Linked DNA regions of Ovis aries: region 1 is linked to region 2. The links are chromatin contacts, called in public Hi-C maps. All regions are on one chromosome and are shown on one strand. Each heading gives the region's core, a stretch centred on a gene start, on an enhancer-like site or on the middle of the called end of the contact. The rest is flanking DNA. Distances are from core to core; before and after follow the strand shown. Region 1 overlaps ZBTB38 (zinc finger and BTB domain containing 38). Region 2 has its middle 51 kb from the start of RASA2.

What was found. A called contact is a pair of places that touch in the nucleus more often than the background predicts.
Region 1: a contact with region 2 is called in a Hi-C map of liver, with 7 times the contacts expected there. The contact joins two enhancer-like sites. A contact is called at or near these places in 11 of 16 Hi-C or Micro-C datasets (blood, hypothalamus, liver and 6 more).

Annotation. Positions count from the first base shown.
Region 1 is chr1:248,210,744-248,216,929 of ARS-UI_Ramb_v3.0, forward strand. All of the region lies in intron 1 of ZBTB38 (zinc finger and BTB domain containing 38), which reads right to left. Among named protein-coding and RNA genes, the nearest start is that of ZBTB38, 45 kb to the right of the region's middle. Within about 2 kb of position 2,933, at least 12 of the 54 cell types and tissues checked have an H3K27ac peak or open chromatin away from gene starts, as enhancers often do. A contact at or near this core is called in hypothalamus and liver, where this site is marked.
Region 2 is chr1:248,111,269-248,116,732 of ARS-UI_Ramb_v3.0, forward strand. No RefSeq gene overlaps it. Among named protein-coding and RNA genes, the nearest start is that of RASA2, 51 kb to the left of the region's middle. Within about 2 kb of position 3,558, at least 15 of the 54 cell types and tissues checked have an H3K27ac peak or open chromatin away from gene starts, as enhancers often do. A contact at or near this core is called in hypothalamus and liver, where this site is marked.

The DNA of each region.
Region 1 (6,186 bases), core at 1,683-4,182, 99 kb after region 2:
ATACAAAAATTTTTATCAGACCTATGTTCTACAAGTACATATCCCTTCTGTAGTTATGTTTTTTTTCTTTATGGTCTTCGAAGGAGAGAAATATTTTAACTTTGATGAAATCTAACTTATCCATCTTCTCTTTCATCATTTGTGCTTTTGATGTCATACCTGAGAAACTATTGTCTAACCTAAGGTCGTAAAGATTTATGCCTGAATTTTCTAAGAGTTTTAGAGTTTTAGTTCTTACCTCTAGGTCTATGTGCACGTGTATATGCTTGGTCGCTTCAGTCATGTCCAACTCTTTGCGACCCTATGGACCGTAGCCCCCAGGGTCCTCTGTCCATGGGATTCTCTAGGCAAGAATACTGGAGTAAGTTGCCATACTTTCCTCCAGGGGATCTTCCAGACCTAAGGATGGAACCTGCATCTCCTGCATTGGAGGGCAGATTCTTTACTGCTCAGGCACCAGTGAAGCCCTCTAGATCTATGATTCACTTTATTTTTTATGTAAGGTAGAGATCCAAATTCATTCTTTTCACATGAATGTCTATTTGTCTCAGAACTGTTTGTTGAAAAGACTACTCTCACCAGAATTCTACACATCTAAAACTGACCTAAAATTCTAAAAAGTTATTTAAAAAATATATTCTTTCCCCCATTGAATTTTCTTGACTGTTCTGTCAAAAATCAACTGACCGTAAGCATTAGTTTATTTCTGGACCCTTCATTCTAGTCCATGGATCTAGATGTGAGTTCTAACACCAGCAGCACACTGTTTTATTTACTGTAGCTTCATAAAAATTTGGAAATTAGTAAGTGTGAGTCTACAACTTTGTTCTTTTTCACGATGATTTTGGCTATTCTGAATCTTTGGCATTTCCATAAGATTTTCAGGATTATCTTCTCAATTTCTGCAAAATATCCAGCTGGGATTTTGATGGAGATTGTATTCCACCTGTAGATCAATTTGGGGAGTATTTGTCCAAATTTATTAGCTGCATGCCTTTAAGTTTACTTAGCCTATATCAGCCTCCTTTTCTAATTAAAAAAAAAAACCAAAACCTCGTGTCTGTAACAAAGATTAAAAGAGATAATGCTTATGCAACCCCACTGAAGCCATGACCTACCTGGGCCAGTCTCAGGATGATGTTAGAGTCTGAGATATCCAGCCTAGTTACCACAAAGAAATCCAGATTAATTTATATTCAATAGTTGCATTTCTCTAACAGCATACAGATCCCCCTGAAACTCTTCTTAATATCCTTTTTCTTCTTGTATCCAAGTCCCTTACACCCCACAGCTTCAGCCTCTCCTTCTTTCTCCCAAGCTCCATACTAAGGTTTTTTACAGCCCCGACCAACAGTCCTCCAGTCCGTCTACTTCTGTCCAGTTCTCCTGATGGGGCCGGAAAAGAGACTGGACAGGCAAAGCCAGAACTCTTTTTAGTGAGTGGGAAGAAAGGAAAATCAGTGAGCACTAAACTTAATTTATGTCCCATCATTCATATGAAGTGCTTGGTGTAATGTCTAATGTATAAGAAGGGCTCAATACATGTAGAGCTTTTACTTTTTGTTGTGGTGGAGGTTACATCATGCCCATTCATACTTTGTGATGATGGTACAGGATTTCAATCAGGACCTCTGAGAATCCAGCCTGGACTCTATGGACCAGCGGCCTATCCTCACTCATGGAGGTGAATTTGAAATTGTTGCTCATTTTTTTCTCCCTCCTCAAAGAATCAGCCCCTAGGAAAATGCATAACGTTCACGTCTGAGGCTCCCTGAGTCATGTTTGGGAGTCATATCTCTGTTTCCTCCCTCCCCTAGCACCAGGGCCCTATGTTTCCTCCCCTCCTCCCATGAAAACTTCTGGTACAATATTTCTAAAACTGAAAGTCAGGATGCATTATCTACTGTGTCACAACTAGCGTTGGTTTCAAGTGACAGGATAAAAGAAGACAGAAAATTTCCAGGTGTATCACATGTCAGAATTTTGTTTCAGTTTTATAATGTGTGTGAATTCAGTCACTCTGTGAAATGTATTTCTTATTGTGGTTCAGGGTTTTTTTAAAGTTTAAAACAGTATTGGAGTAAGATCTTTCACTTTCATGAAGGTATTTATTATCTCCTAAGAGCATAAAGTAACACCCTTCCAAGTAGCCTGTCCATTTTGATGGGGATTGAAACCTCTTGTTCCATCAGCAGTAAAGGATTTGGGGACGTTGAAGCCTTTCCCTGTAATTTATAACACTTTGGTGGAGGAATATCTTCAGTAACCTGTGTGGACCTGCCCTCACCTGGCTCCCTCCCTGCAACCACCTCCCCAGCAGGCTACCTCTTAGCCATCACCTCTTCTCACTCCCCACTCCCCGCAGTATGGGCAAATCCACACCCTGAGCTTGCATGGGGTTTCTATTTTCAAAACTCTTTCACTTACTCGATCTCATTTGATTCTCACAACTATCCCATGAAGTTGGCAGGTCAGATCCAATCCATACTTGACCTTAGCATGGAACCTTAAGCAAACAACTTCTCAGCCTATCTCCTCAGCTTTCTTACATATAACCAGAAAAGCTAAGAGACTTGGCCAACATCACACAGCCTGAAAGTGGCAGGACCAGGAAGAGAACTAGATGTTTCACCTCTTGGTTTCCTTGTGCCATAGACTCTCCTCACGGAGACACATTTCTTTTTAGTAATGTGATTCATCTAACTGTCTTACAAACAACGTGGAAAAAGCAAAGAACATTTTGCACTCTTCCACCATATCTAACAACACGACTTTTATGGCACAAATCACAAGACAAATAGCTCTTCATGCCTCGTGGTTAAGGGTTATCACTCTCGACATCAAAGGCTATTTATTAAAGACTGGGGCGTTGGGAAGGGAGACAGCAAAGTCCACCAGGAAAACAAGTTTTCCTGTGTGTTCTTTGTCCTTTGTGTTGCAGAGTGCTCCCTCTAGTGGCGCTGGAGAAAACAGCTTCTGGAAAGCACACAAGAGATTCCACTTTGTTGTGATTAGAGAATGGTGGGCTGCCGTCTATGGGGTCGCACAGAGTCGGACACGACTGAAGCGACTTGGCAGCAGCAGCAGCAGCAGCAACAGTGCTTAGTGGGAGCGTGGATAGCACTTATTTCAAGGTCTCCCTTCAGTGATGAGAAATTGAAGACTAGAGCAGTGGTTCTCAACTGGGGTGATTCTGCTCCCAGGAAACATTAGGCAGGGTCTGTAGACGTTTTTGGCTGTCTTTTGTTTGGGGTTAGTGGGGTGCTACTGTCATGGATATGTAGAAGCCAGGGATGTTGCTAAAAATCCTCCAATACACAGGACAGCTCCCCACCTCCCCCAACAAAGAATTATCCAGTCCCAAATGTCAATAGTGCTGAGGTGGATCAGAGATATGATGTGACCCTCCCAAGAAGGGTCCCCCACCCCCGCTTTATTAAGATATAATCGACACATAAACAAAGACTTGCAGCTTATTCACAGTTTTCAGCCGCTCAGGCTAATTGCTCTCTTTCATTTCTTTTAAGGTATTTTTAAAAATTAAAATAGAGAAAAATATAAGAGCAATACATGCTTATAATTAAAAGCAAAGTAATAAAAGACTTTCACATAATCAATGTTAACATCCTTGGTGGTTTATTAGGAGGAGCTATATTAAAATGCCAACTTCAGATCACTTCTGACTTACAAAAATGGCAATGTCCTATGGTAATACTTAATATTCATCCACTTCTCCGTGTGCTCATCAAGACAAGCCTCAATCCACATACAGAGGATTCTTTTAAATTTGCTTGTCATATACAAAAGCTGGTTTGCTTCACAACTTGCTTTTGTAATTTAGTAAATTCTGAATCTCTCTTCAGATCAAAAATAAGGATCTCTTGGAGACTTCCCTGGTCATCCAATGGTTAAGACTCCTCTCTTCCACTGCAGGGGGCACAGGTTCAATCCCTGGTTGGGGAACTAAAGTGCTGTATGCCACGTGGCACACCACAAAAATAAATAAGTGGAAATAATCTGTTTATAATATATTATTATATGTGTCATATTATATGTATTAGAATAATCTCCTGTTTGTTTCCGGAAGTTGGGGATGCTGAGTACTATGGACTCCAAGAAACTTGAAGTAAAGTAAAGTGGAAATTGCTCAGTTGTGTCTGACTCTTTGCAACCCCTTCTCCAACGGGGCTTCCCGACCCAGGAATTTAACCAGGATCTCCTACATTGAAGGCTGATTCTTTACCAACTGGGCTATCAGAAATCCCATTCAAGAAATTTAGATGGCCTGTAACAGAGGATGAGATGGTTGGATGGCATCACTGATGCAATGGACATGAACTTGGGCAAACTTCAAGAGATGAAGGTAAGGGACAGGGAGGCCTGGCATGCTGCAGTCCGTGGAGTCACAAAGAGTTGGGGATTCTAATGGGCTACTGAACAACAACAACAAAAATGACACTGCCTCACATGGTAGGGCCTTAATATCTCTCTGATGGTAGCAAGTTCACTCTTAGAGAGTTTGGCTCAGGATTGGGATCTTCTGTAACATGCTATCTAACTAGATAAATAACATCCTTTGTTGTTACATTAATTATTACAGATACTTGCTAGTTATAGCAGGTAATACTGGGTGACAATATACAGCCTTGATGTACACCTTTTCCTATTTGGAACCAGTCTGTTGTTCCATGTCCAGTTCTAACTGTTGCTTCCTGACCTGCATATAGGTTTCTCAAGAGGCAGGTCAGGTGGTCTGTATTCCCATCTCTTTCAGAATTTTCCACAGGTTATTGTGACCCACACAGTTAAAGGCTTTGGCATAGTCAATAAAGCAGAAATGGATGTTTTTCTGGAACTCTCTTGCTTTTTCGATGATCCAGCAGATGTTGGCAATTTGATCTCTGGTTTCTCTGCCTTTTCTAAAACCAGCCTGAACATCTATTTCCTAGCAAATTCCAAAATGTACTGGTCAATTTTATGTGCCAACTTGACTGGATCACAGGTGCCCAGATATCTGGCTAAACAATATTTCTGAGTGTGTCTGTGAGTATGTTTTTATACGAGATTAACATTTCAGTTGGTAGATGGATTTCCCTGGTGTGGTTCCTGTGCGGTGTGATTGAGTATCAGACAATCAGTTGAGGGCGTGACTACCTATGTAAAGGTGGAGACAGGGAGAATCTGGCCTCTCTCCATCTGCTTGCTTGAGCTGGGCCATCAATATTCTCCTGCCCTTGGACTGAAATGTACATCAGGGGCTCTCCTGGTTCTCAGGACTATGCTTTCCTGGGGCTACACCTTGCAGACGGTATAGGGGACTTCTCGGCCCCTATAATTACGTGACCAATTCCTTATAATAAATGCTCTCTGTCTCTCTCTGTCTGTTTCTGTCTCTCTGTCTATATATGTGTACATATATGTGTGTGTATCTATGTATATATATACCCATAAATGTGTGTGTGTCTATATATATATATATATATATATATATATATATATATGAGATAATATATCTCCTGTTAGTTCTATTTTTCTGGAGAACTCTGAAGCCAACTCAAATAAGATTGTTTTAATGAGGGACTTCTCTGGTGGTCCACTGGAATCCACCTTGCAATGCCGAGGACTTGGGTTCAGTCCCTGGCAGGGGAACTAAAATCCCACATACCATGGAGGAACTAAGCCCGTGCATGGCCACCAAGTCTGTGAACTGCAAGGAAAGATCAGCGTGATGCAATGAGAGTGCCACAACTAAGCCCCCACGCAGCCAAACAAACAAATAAATATATTTTTAAAAGGAATGTTTTAATGGTATAAGGTGGATTCAAGTTTGGGAAAGAGTAATCTTACCCTGGAGGAGGAAATGGCAATCCACTCCAGTACTCTTGCCTGGAGAATCCCATGGACGGAGGAGCCTGGTGGGCTATAGTCCATGGGATCGCAAAGAGTCGGACACGACTGAGTGACTTCACTTCACTTCACTTCGATCTAACTCATTCTTGGTATGGCCAATCATATATTGCTCAATCATTCTGGTAGACAGAGCTTTGCCCCAGGTATTTTTGTTTGTTTTGCCACTAGAGCAATGCCGCAATAAATATCCTTCCATTTATACTGTCATATTTTTACTCCTGTGGAATAGATTGTCCAAATGAGATTGTTGACTCAAGTGTTTTGTGTGTATTTTTA
Region 2 (5,464 bases), core at 2,308-4,807:
ACCTGGCAAGTCCAGAAATACAGTGTGCTAGAAACCAAATCTTGTGTTTCCCACCCATCCAGGCCCTGCCCCCCACTCCTACCCTATCCCACTCCCATGGTCTGAAGGCAGGACTGAGGAATGAGGGATTAAGGGGTGGTTTCAAAAGGAAATTCAGATGCTTTAACCCTAAAAACAGAAAAGAACTCAGCAGGAAAGCCCATCCACCACACTTGAAGGACAGATGCGGGATGGGGGTTGGGAGTGGGGAGAGGGCTGGGAAGACTCAGTCAGACTATCACGGCTCCTTGGAGTGGACTCTATGAAATGCCTTGTGAGGGCATCTGGAAGCTGCATGATGAGCTGGTTTCCCCAGAAGGTCCTTCAGAGAAACCAGAGACTCAAGGGGGTCCTTGTGAAATAATTAAAGGATTTTAGTAGGAGTTGCCGCTATTAAAAATCCTTTAATTGTTTAAATTAAATGAATAATTATTAACTGGTGAAAAATAGGATTTTCTCTCCAGGTTCTTCCAAAGAATAAAGATGAGGGCATCTTTAACCATAGTTACCCCTCCATTCTGCTAGCCCAGACTTGCGCAGCCTGGCTAGATGTCTGTGTGCTCTGGAAATTTCCTCATGGCTCAGGCGTGGGTGGTGGAAAGTCAACAGTCCTGTTAGTTGTTTCACGTGGACATTGGCCACTTCGTTGTTCATGTGTCCTGGCTGCTGATGTCCTGTTTCTTTCTGGACTTCTCCCCCATGAAGGTGACCCATCATCCTGGTCTTCTCAAGCCTATCTTGGTTTAGCACTGCAAGACCTGCATCTTGGGAAAACCATCCTTCCTGGATGTACCAGGGATGGCTGGTCATCCTAGAATGGAGCTCTTAATAGGTGACGCGTGTTTGAAAGCACTGTTCTGATGCTGTCTGCTGCTGCTAAGTTGCTTCAGTCGTGTCCGACTCTGTGCGACCCCATAGACGGCAGCCCACTAGGCTCCTCTGTCCCTGGGATTCTCCAGGCAAGAATATTGGAGTGGGTTGCCATTTCCTCTCCAATGCATGAAAGTGAAAAGTGAAAGTGAAGTTGCTCAGTTGTGCCTGACTCTTAGCGACCCCATGGACTGGAGCCTACCAGGCTCCTCCATCCATGGGATTTTCCTGACAAGAATACTGGAGTGGGGTGCCATTGCCTTCTCCGCTGATGCTGTCTACATGGAGCTAAATAAGCCAGTTCTGGGCTCAGCCTGGAGGGGCTGGTTGTCTGATAGCAGGGTTGGAATATAAAATGATGATCTCAGATTGCTGCGTGGGGCCAAGGGGAGGGCCAACAGAGGTGTGAGGGGTTGTCTCCTCCAGTGCTATAAACAAGACCCTTTTAAAGGGGCTTTTAGTTATTTATTATTATTTAAAAATTTTATTGGAGTATGGCTGATTTATAATGTGTTAGCTTCAGACATACAGCAAAGTAAATTAGTTTATATGTGTACATATAGCCACTCGATTTTAGATTCTTTCCTTATGTAGGCCATTACAGAGTACTGAGTGAGCTCCCAGTGCTATACAGCAGGTTCTTACTAGTTATCTATTTTATACAGAGTAATGTGTATAATTTCAGTCCCAATCTCCCAATGTATCCCTCCTTCGCCTTATCCGCTGGTAACCATACGTTTGTTTCCAACATCCACAACTCTATTTCTGTTCTGTTAATAAGTTCATTTGTACATTTTATATTTAGTATGTAAGATATATTTAAATATTTAAATACATGAATATATTTAAATATATATACATATAAGTGATACTATATGATGTTTCTCTTTCTGTGTCTGACTTACTTCACTCAGTATGACAATCTCTAGGTCCATCCACGTTGCTGCAGTAAAGGGGCCCTTGACCTAGATATATTGAGAAATGATTATGCCTGTGGATAAGGGTGGGGTAAAGGTGGGTATGGACATTTTAATACATCCCACAGCTTGTACACAGACATTGTGATGGAAAGGCAGGCATTTTAAGGAACAGTGACAGCTACACCTCCCCCTCCCCAAATAGTTGCAAGGTTGAGGGTAATAACATAGATGGAGGTCTATATATCAAAATACTTAAAAGTTATAAATCAGCCTAACAAGCACTTAATTAAATACGCTCTATTCTCTTCCCTTGGCAAACACACTCTGCTAACAACCTGAAAGGTCGGGTTTGAATTTGCAGTTCCTGTTTCTTTATTGCTTCAGGCTGGAAAAAGACAGCACAAGAAGGACTGGGCCCTGGTCTTCCTCCCATTGCTTCCTACCCTCAGTTCTGCTCCTTACCACAAGGCTGGGGACCTCACGTGGACCCTGAAACTACATCCCAACTCTGTCCACATGCCCTGCAAACAGCTGCCCCTTACTGGTCCCTGGGGTCTGGGGAGTGATACTGGCAGAAAACAGGCCTGAGCAGGTCCTGGAAGGGGACAGGGAACCTTAGGTCCTGCGTGTTCAGAGTGTGGTGTGGGGGATGGCTCAGACTCTGGGCTGGCCCATCTCTGCTGGCCCTTCAGACTCTTTGCCCCAAGGGGAGCGGGCCTCTTGCCTGGTATAAGAACAATGCTGAGTGGGTGGTGAGCACTTTCCAGTGGCTGGAATGTTATCATATCAGCCTGAGCAATAGCAGAGGAGGAGCTGTGCTGGTTCCCACTGTGATGAGAGATGACAGAAACTGTGACCCGGAACACTCACCCTTGGTCTTTGGGAGGAAAAATATCAGAAAACGCCTGAGAAATGGCCCACTGCTTTTCCCACTCACCACATGTATACAGGAACTGGGCATGTCCCAGTCAATGTGTACGACCTGGCCATTTTTTTTTTTTTTTTTTTTTAAATTTTTGGCTGTGCTGCGCAGCGTGTGGGATCTTAGTTCCCCAACCAGGGATCAAACCCTGCATTGAAATCATGGAGGTTTAACCACTGGATGGCCAGAGAAGTCTCAGACTTAGCGTTATGACCAAGTAAAACTGAAAGTGAAGTTGCTTCAATTGTGTCTGACTCTTTGCGACCCCATGGACTGTAGCCTGCCAGGCTTCTGCCAGGCTTCTCCGTCCATGGGATTCTCCAGGCAAGAATATTGGAGTGAGTTGCCATTTCCTTCTCCATCTGAGTAAAACTGAGAGGCTAAAAATTAATAGGATGGACCTAAACAATACATTCTCTCAGGTTGTCAGAGTTGGGGAGACGGACTACTTGGGAATGAATCAGCTTCTCTCTGGCAACATCCCATCGCTCCAGTGAAATGAGTAAGCTTTTTGAAGTAGAGATGTCACTTCCTTGTCCTTCCGTAGAGGGGCCAGGACCTACCTAAAGAAAGTGACAATGCAGATTTTCAGGGCTATGACATTGTACAGCAGGGGGCGCTGAAGGAGCTTGGGAAACCTTCCTGAGGCTGCTCTACTCTGTGTATATGTTCAGTTGTGTGACCCCGTGGACTGTAGCCCACCAGGCTCCTCTGTCCATGGGACTTCCCAGGCAAGAATACTGGAGTGAGGTGCCATTCCCTCCTCCAGGGGATCTTCCCGACCCAGGATTGAACCTGGGTCTCTCGTGCCTCCTGCATTGGCCGTTCTACACCTTGATTCTAACTTTCTGGTCCCGGCTGTAAGCTCCCTTTGTGTCTGATTCTTTTGAGTTGATATCTAACATTTTTAGATTTCAACTACTTATAGGAAAAAACACCACACACACACACACACACACACACACACACACACACACACACACATTTCCATTTCCTGATTGGAGGGAGACAAGCAGAAGTACGAAAACTTCCATTTGCCTTGGGCCACACAAGACTGTATTTTCACCCCCAATATAAAGAGGGCCTTGAAATTTGACCCAATTTTTACTCTCATTTCTTTCCATTCATAGTATCTTTAGAATTTCTTCTCTCCCAAATCCCTGAGAGAGAACCCCAGGAACTCTCTGGTTCTACCATGGATAACTCTGTGCTCTTGACCACCACAGCTTTTTTCGAGAGAGGCTGTGCTGTGCTCTTGGGCCCTTTTTGCCTCTTCTAGCGGGCTCTGGAATTCAGCTGCCTGGGATTAACTCTGTCTCTCCACAGTTGGTAAGCTGTACGACCTTGAGTAAGTGATTTAACTTCTCTTTGCCTTGGTCTTCTCACTGGGAATGATCCCTTACAGTAGCTTGTCTGTAAAGACACCTGCCATCAATTCCTTCCCTCCCTGTATGTGACTGCCACTCCCTTATCGAGACGTGGAGTCCAGTCCTCCACCCTCTTGGATCTGGGCTGGGCTGTGACTCCTTTGATGCCCAGTGAGGTCAAGCCCTTAGCTGACTCCACCCTACCACCATCTGATTACAACTGCATGGGAGGCCTTTTCAGCTGACCCCAGTCAAACTACAGAACATGTTAAATATTAATAAGTTGTTGTTTTTTAAATTGAAGTAGAGTTGATTTACAATATTGTGTTAGTTTCAGGTATACAGCAAAGTGATTCAGTTATATTTCTTTAGATTACTTTCCACTATAGGTTATTACAAGATACTGAATATTATTCCCTGTGTTATATAATAAATCCTTGTTGCTTATCTATTTTATATATAGTGTGTGTGCACGTGCTAAGTCTCGTCTAACTCTGTGACCTTATGGACTGACTGTAGCCCTCCAGGCTCCTCTGTCCATGCGATTCTCCAGGCAGGAATACTGGAGCGGGTTGCCATGCCCTCCCTGAGGAGATCTTCCTGACGTGGAGATCAAACCTGCGTCTCGTGTCTCCTGCATCTGCAGGCAGGTTTTTTACCACTAGCACCACCTTGGAAACCCCTTATGTATAGTAGTTTGTATCTATTAATCCTGTACTCCTAATTTATCCCTTTCTTTCCCCTTTGGGAACCACGGTTTTGTTTTCTGTGTGAATCTGTTTCTATTTTGTATATAGTTTTGTTTACTATTTTTTAGAGTCCACATGTGAGTGATATCATATAATATTTGTCTTTCTCTGTCTGACCTACTTCACTTAGGATGATAACCTCTAGGTCCATCCATGGTGCTGCAAATGGCCATATTTCATCCTTTTTTATGACTGAGTAATACGCCATTGTATATGTACCACATGTTCTTAATTTGTTCATCTGTTGATGGGCATTTGGGTTGTTTCCATTGGCTATAGTGAATGGTTATTTTAAGCCACTAAGTTTGGTGGCACTGTGCAGTGAAACGTGACTACACTAAACATTGATGGAGATAATGACAATTTGTGTCTACCTCACAGGATGGATATTAGGATTGCTGCTGCTGCTAAGTCACTTCAGCCGTGTCTGACTCTGTGTGACCCCATAGACGGCAGCCCACCAGGCTCCCCCGTCCCTGGGATTCTCCAGGCAAGAACACTGGAGTGGGTTGCCATTTCCTTCTCCAATGCATGAAAGTGAAAAGTGTAAGGGAAGTCGCTCAGTCGTGTCCGACTCTTCACGACCCCATGGACTGC